Regions from separate parts of the Mus musculus genome. Here region 1 is linked to region 2. The links are chromatin contacts, called in public promoter capture Hi-C maps. All regions are on one chromosome and are shown on one strand. Each heading gives the region's core, a stretch centred on a gene start, on an enhancer-like site or on the middle of the called end of the contact. The rest is flanking DNA. Distances are from core to core; before and after follow the strand shown. Region 1 holds the start of Mertk (MER proto-oncogene tyrosine kinase). Region 2 holds the start of Prom2 (prominin 2).

What was found. Promoter capture Hi-C pulls out the DNA fragments that hold promoters and counts their contacts.
Region 1: a contact with region 2 is called in a promoter capture Hi-C map of embryonic stem cells, with 5 times the contacts expected there. The contact joins the promoter of Mertk here to the promoter of Prom2 in region 2. A contact is called at or near these places in 2 of 39 promoter capture datasets (embryonic stem cells and hippocampal neurons).

Annotation. Positions count from the first base shown.
Region 1 is chr2:128,697,165-128,700,291 of GRCm38.p6, reverse strand. It overlaps Mertk (MER proto-oncogene tyrosine kinase), which reads right to left and starts at 1,377. Exons shown (of 19, transcript NM_008587.2): 1 at 1,189-1,377. The coding sequence starts at 1,246. It overlaps Gm39931 (a long non-coding RNA gene), which reads left to right and starts at 1,790. Exons shown (of 5, transcript XR_001783466.2): 1 at 1,790-1,878; 2 at 2,376-2,477.
Region 2 is chr2:127,539,888-127,543,545 of GRCm38.p6, reverse strand. It overlaps Prom2 (prominin 2), which reads left to right and starts at 2,129. Exons shown (of 24, transcript NM_138750.2): 1 at 2,129-2,469; 2 at 2,985-3,034; 3 at 3,348-3,550; 4 at 3,649-3,658. The coding sequence starts at 2,226.

The DNA.
Region 1 (3,127 bases), core at 128-2,627, 1.2 Mb before region 2:
CCCGACTTTCAGCGGATTATTAAGAACAGTCCTGGCAGAAAGGCTGAGGAACTTTTGAGGGTTTAGTAATGGAGAATAGAGTGGTCTCAGTTCTTAGCTCGTTTTTTGGCTGTTGATGTTTGTTGCAAATTGTCACGTTGCCTCAAACTACAAATTGCTTATGTAATTTAATGTGCAAGGAAAGAATTGTTTAAAAAAGAAAAAGAAAAGAAAAGGAAAGAAAAGAAAAAAAAGCTCATTTGAGCAAATGAACTTTGAGAGGAAAAATGAGGTTTGTAGCTAAACCATAAACCAAACTTTCCTTAAAAGACAAACTTTAGTCTACCAGATTCAAGATCAAAGAGACAAAATTACACTCCGAATAGAAACAGATCTTTTAGGGCAGGAGCAATACCTGAAGGAACAATACCTGAAATGTGCTTGCTTATAGTAGTCTTCCAACCCCTCCTGCGTCTATTTCTTTTTGGAAAAACCTTGTTTTGTTTTCCCCCCAGCAGCTTCTTTACAAAGTGCCTCAGTGTCATCTGTTGGAGGAACCTGCCATACTTGTTTGCGCTAATCAATCCAGCATGTCAAATTGAACCGCTTGTGAGAGCACTTGTGGTCTGAGCACTTGTTTGTGCTACCCAAACAAAAAAGATTCCGCTCCACAGTAATAATAGTGAAAGGACCGTATCGTCCCCCTCGGCTTTTTGCAGGCTTCTTACACTCACAGACAGGCTGTCCCTACAAAGGAGGGCTAACACAATGTTCAGCAGAGCCCAGGGGAGAAGCCAGAACTAGTCTTTCCCTGGCGGGACACCTAGCCTCCAAGCAACGCCACGCGCTAACGGTGACATCCAACTTTTGCAGCTACTTATTGGTTCACGGCGTGGAATTACCTTGGAATCCTCGGTCTATGATTCGCAGAAACCCCGCCAAAGCTCGGCAAGGCTAGACAGTGTTGAGGGTAAAGTTCTTGGTGCATGCCACGCCAGACCTGAGTTGCATTTCTTAAAGGCTCAAACTTCGCTGCTCCCAGAGCGCCCAACCGGGCTTGAGGTCTTTCTCTGTGGTAATGGGAAGCTCTCGGTTCCCATCGGTTCTACTAAGACGTGCACCCCAAGACCCGGCTAGGGAGCCCCCATAACCCTCTACGGCTCGCTGGAATGAGTAGCAGCTCCCGGAGACCCTGCAACCTGCACTCACCTCCACTCCAGAGCGCGGGTAGCAGCAGCAGCCCCAGTAGCAGTGGGGCCAGAACCATCGCGGGGCCGCGGATCTGGCAGTTCTCTCCGGACAGATGCACGTATCCACCAACGTCCCAAACTCGCCAGTCGCCGAGGGCGCGTGCGAAGCGCCTCAGTCCCGGCCGCCCGGGCAGCAGGCGCCAGAGTGGCAGTGCGGAGTTGGGGATCGCAGGAGTCCTAAGTTAGAAGAGGCGGGCCCAGGGCTCAGGCCCGGGAGGGGCCAGCAGGTTGGAGTGGACAGGGGCGGGAAGGGGGAAGGGCAAAGAGAGCAAAGAAGGATGGAACTGGAGGAGGGGGCGGGAAGGGGAGGATCCAAGGACAAGCCCTAGGGAGGGTGGAGGGGCGGGGCAGAATGGAACTTGGGTCAACTCCAGCAGGTTAACCCCTGGCTTGAGTGTGTAGGAAATCTGGAAGGGAGGTGCTGGAGGAGATGGAACAGAGCTAAGGAGGGCCACCATCTTGAGCTAAAAGGACCGAGAGACGGAGAGGAAGGGGAGGGGGCTAAGAAAGAAAATAATCGGGAGGATGATCTCTGGCTACTTGGTTACATCAGAGGAATCTCACTCTGTATGGGTAGGTAGAAGGGATTGGAAAGGGTAGAGGCCGAATTTAGTGGAGAGCGACGGATGCAACTCCAAGACCTTTAAAGGTTAGTGGGTCCAGCTGCTTTGGAGGGGCAGCGATTCTGCAGTTCAGGCTCTACTGGCATAAGAGGTCCTAGCAGCTGCATTCCAGAGGCTGTGGCCGCCGTGGCAGCACACCCTGCTTGCCAGGTCCTCCCCCTGGCTACTGAAACGGAGTGCAAGAGCGGACCCTGGCGTCAAGATCTTGCAACCTCCACCCCAGAGGTTAGCTCGGGGAGAACTAAGCCGAATCCTGTAAGGAAAGAGTTTGAAACAGGGATGGAAGAAAGTGCTGTTACAGGAAAGGGTGGGAGGCCCAAACCACGGCATCAGATTGTGAATCTCAAAGAAACGGAAGGCGTATGAGGCTTTCTTAAAGGAAATAGAATGATTTGTTTTTCTTTGGAGATAAGATCACATTAGAGCCCAGAGTAAACCACCCTGATAAATTTAAAGTATTTATTACTGAAACTGAGGACAGACCCATACGCACTGTGATACAATAAGCTCCTTGCATCTCTAGCCCTGCAGGAGGACATCAAACCAGAAGCGCTGGATTAAACAGACCCTTGATTGGTGCTTGATGTGAAAGAGCCCAGTTTACTGTGGATGGTGCCATTCCCGGGTAGGTCATTCAGGGATGCATAAGAAAGCAAGCTGAGCAAGCCAGTAAGCAGTTCCTCTATGGTTTGTGCTTAAGTTCTGGCCTCCAGGTTCCTGCCTCGAATTCCTGTTCTGACTTTCCTTCATGATGCATTTCAACTGTAAGCTGAAATAAATTCCCAAGTAGCTTTTGGTCATCACAACAATAGAAATCTACGTAGGACAGACAGGGTCTTGCTATGCTACCTAGGCTGGACTTGAATTCCTGGTTGTGCAAATATTCCAGCCTTCTTAGTAGCTAGAACTGCACGTGTGTGCCACTAGGACTTGCTTAAATCTCACTTTTTTTTTTTCTTTTAAAGGCAAGGTCTAACTATTTAGCCCTAGCTGGAATGGAATTCACTATGTAAACCAGACTGGCCTCAAACTCACAGAGATCTATCTGCTCTGACTTCCATGTGCTAGATAGAATTAAAGGTGTGTGCTACCATGTTCAACACAAATGTGACTTTTTTTCTTTCTGGTTAATTACTTTAGTTTTATGTGTATGGGTGTTTTGACTGCATTCATGTGTATGCTGGGGTACCCATGGAGGTCTGAAGAGGGTGTTGGGTCTCCTAGAATGTAGTTGCAGATACTTGTGAGCTACCAGTTGGGTACTGTGAATTTAAC
Region 2 (3,658 bases), core at 880-3,379:
TTCCAACAGCCACAATCTAGGTGAGGGAGAACGACAACGTGGACAAGCAGGGAGGGTGACAGGCAGAGCTGGGTGGGCACAGCATGCAGTCAGCTTCTCAGTAGTCAAGGGCTAAATTAGTCAGGTATCTTCCTCCACATACCAGAGCTGGGCTGCAGAGGACATGTGTGTCTGGTCTACTGCCTGGGTACCAGAGCACCACAACCCACTCCTCACCACAGCCTTGATCTTCATCTCTGAATCATCCTTTAATGAGGTCCCCTTTCCAGTCTGCAGCCGGCTATTAAATGGACCATTCCTTCCATGACTGTGCACTATTGTACCCCCCACCCCCAACTCTAGGAGAACTGTGGGGGTAACAGTGGGAAGGGCCAGGACACTGCTGTGAGCTCAGCCCTAACTCACACTTATATCCCTCCTTACCAGTAACCCCACCAGGGCAGCCCACCCACCCCACAAACCAGTAGTAAACTGAGCTGGGCTCCCTTCAGGGAAACTCACACATTTCTATTACCTTTTATTTCTAAAGGCAGAATCTCGGGTAGCCTGGGCTGGCCTTGAACTCTTCATCCTCCCACCTAAATCCCCAAGTGCTGGGATTTCCGGCTCTCACCACCATGCCCAGTTTATACAACGCTGGGAATGGAACACAAGGCTTTGTGCCAGCCAGTCACTCTACCAACCAAACTACATCCCCACCCCCTTCTGTTACTTCTTTACCTGCCAGGTGACCTATGTTTCAGTCACAGAATCGAAGATGCACAGTTGAGCAAAAGACCCTGGTGCTCCACTGGTACAGGCGTTTGCTGCACAGTCCTGACAACCTGACTTAGGAATCTACTTTTTAAAGGCCAGATATGGCCACTGGGGTGGCTGGGAGGGTAAAGGTGCTGGTGCCAACCCCGATGGCCTGAGTTTCGTCCCCAGGACTCCTGCAAGTTGTCCTTTAACCACCACATGCCCACACATGTAAACAAACGCTCAAAGTAAATAAATACACAGAATAAAACACTTGGCTTTAAAGGCAGATGTGGCGGCAAGAGTCAAGATGGGAGGTTGAGACAGAGCTACCCAGAAGCTCAGAGAGCTTAACTACGCAGAAACTACAAAAAGCCTTGCCTCTCAGTGAGGTGGCTTATTAAAGCTGTCCCCTGACCTCCATACTCACACCATGCCACTCTGCACTCATACAGAGAGAGTAATTTTCAAAATCAGTTAAATATATTTTTGCATACTGTTATCTATTATATATAATATATGGAGTAAACACACACACATATATATCCCATGATTCTACTGGAGAAGATCACTGTTGTGTGTCTTCATGTCACAGACTGCTCTGTGATAACTGTTTGTGCTTATTAATGCATGAGGATCTATCCAGGTCACAGGGATATTTTCAGTTCATTTTGATGACTGCCCGTTGTGCTCTGGGGGATGTCTCTTGGACCAGTTTGTTTCTGGTGCCATGAATAACGCTGCTAGGAATATCCTCCATCCATCAGGAGTGTTTCTCATCGCCTGCTCAGTTACAGGCTCCTGTGTATTCAGTCCTTCAAAATCACACACCTTTGGAGACACATCTCTGGGCATAACTGGTATCAGGTTCTTGCCATTGGTGACCAGATGGGCATGGCTTGGGCAGAGGGCAACCCTCTGCTCTCCCTAAGGACAGTACCTGCTCCAGATTGGCCTGCCAGAGGTCACTCCTGGGAGCAAAACAGTGCCCAGAGGAAACAGAGAGAGCCTGGCTAGTTCCTCTCTCTGCTTCCTCTGGGCATTGTGGGTCTGGTCTTAGGACCAAGTCAGTGGGCCAGGGTTTCACTAGGTGGTCATGTTTAACCAGCCCTCAGGTTGGGCTGCTGGGACTGAGTGTGGAAAATTCTATTTGAAATTGGACCATCCTAGATAATCCAGAGACTCTGAGGTACTCCTGGACGGACTCCGGACTGCCCTTGCCCAGCATGTTAGGAGGGAGAGAGGCACAGACTTCACTGAGAAAGCCAAGGGCGGCTGGGCCGGGCCCTGCCCCCTATCTGGCCTCCGCCCCTGCCCTTCCTACGCTCCGGGCGGGCGACCTGGTAGCTCCGGAGCCCAAACCTGTCGGGCCGGTTTGTAGAGCCACAGGGACGGAGGGAAGAAGGCTACAGAAGGATGCACGGCCTGCCCCGTGCTGGTCCGCACTGTCCGCTGCCTGAACCTGTGCCGCCCACCCGCCCGAACTCATGACGCGCTCACCCGGCCTCATGGTGCCCCTGCTGGGCCTGAGCCTGGGACTGGCCCTGAGCCTGCCCGAAGCTGTGACAGACGACTGCGGGTCCCTCGGGCGCGTGGAGCACCTGGCATTCGCTCGGGTGCCCAGGACACGAGAGCTGGCCCCTCTTGTTCGCGCGTCGGGGCCCCTGAACTCCCTCTATGGCACCGTGCGACGATTCCTCTCCGTGGTTCAACTTAACCCCTTCCCGGCAGGTGAGTGCCCGCCCCACCCCACCCCCCAGTGGACGTCTGCGGGCACTGGGTCCCCAACTAGCCTCTGTGCACATCCTGTCTACAGGCAGGGTGAGGTTTCTGGTACTACACAGCCTTTTTTTCTTCCACACGTTATTAGATTCGAGAAGCAGCTAGCCAGCCCTCTTGTTTGACCTTGGGCCAGCCCCTTTTCCCCTCTAGGTGCGCGTCCATTATGTTAAGTCTGGCACATTGTCCCAGCGCCATGGTGTCAGGGTTCAGGAGGGCCAGAAGAGGCAGGAGGAGGGCAAGGACTACCAGGCCAGCTGCAGGACCTACTAGAAGAGTACGGAAAGGTCTGCTTGAGGCCTTCTACCAGCTGCCTCTCCTGCAGCACGATGAGGCCTGGCAAGATGTCACGGCCACATGACACTGCCTTCTCTAAGAACCTCCCTTAGCTTGGCAGTGGGGAGAGGTTAGACACAGGGGCAAGGCAGTGGCTGTCCCCCAACCCTCAGCTTGCTTCCTTTCCTCAGAGTTGATAAAGACCCTGCTGAATGACCCATCTTCTGTGAAGACAGATGAGGTGAGGAGAGAGTTACAGGTGCTGGGGAGGGAGTTAAGGGTGAGCAGAAGGCATGCGCCTGCTCAGTTCTGCCCACCTTGAGGAGTGTTTGCCAGAGTGGGGTCTTAGGCATCCTTTCCCCTCAAGGCGGGGTGGGCAGTGATCCCCAGTGTCTTTAGACCTAAGTTGCCTCATCTGTGCAATGGTAAGGGTGCCATCACCTTGTGTGTTCCATGTGGGAGAGGAGGCATACAAGCATTCTCTCCACTTCTGACTTCCACTGGGACAGGGGCAAGGCAGGGTGAGCCCCCTCATGCCTTGCTGCCTTGCCCAGGTGGTTCGATATGAGGCAGGCTACGTGGTGTGTGCTGTGATTGCTGGCCTCTACCTCCTATTGGTGCCCATCACTGGGCTCTGCTTCTGTTGCTGTCGCTGCCGCCAGCGCTGTGGGGGCAGAGTGAAGACGGAGCACAAGGCCATGGCCTGTGAACGTGGTACCCTCATGATCTTCCTGCTGCTGACCACCCTCGTGCTTCTGTGAGAGGCTCCCTAGGTCAGGAGGGAGGGCTGGATGGTGGCACCCGGGCTCCTGGGCACACTGCAAACCCTTTTCTCCTTTGCCTCCCTCCCCACAGGATTGGTATG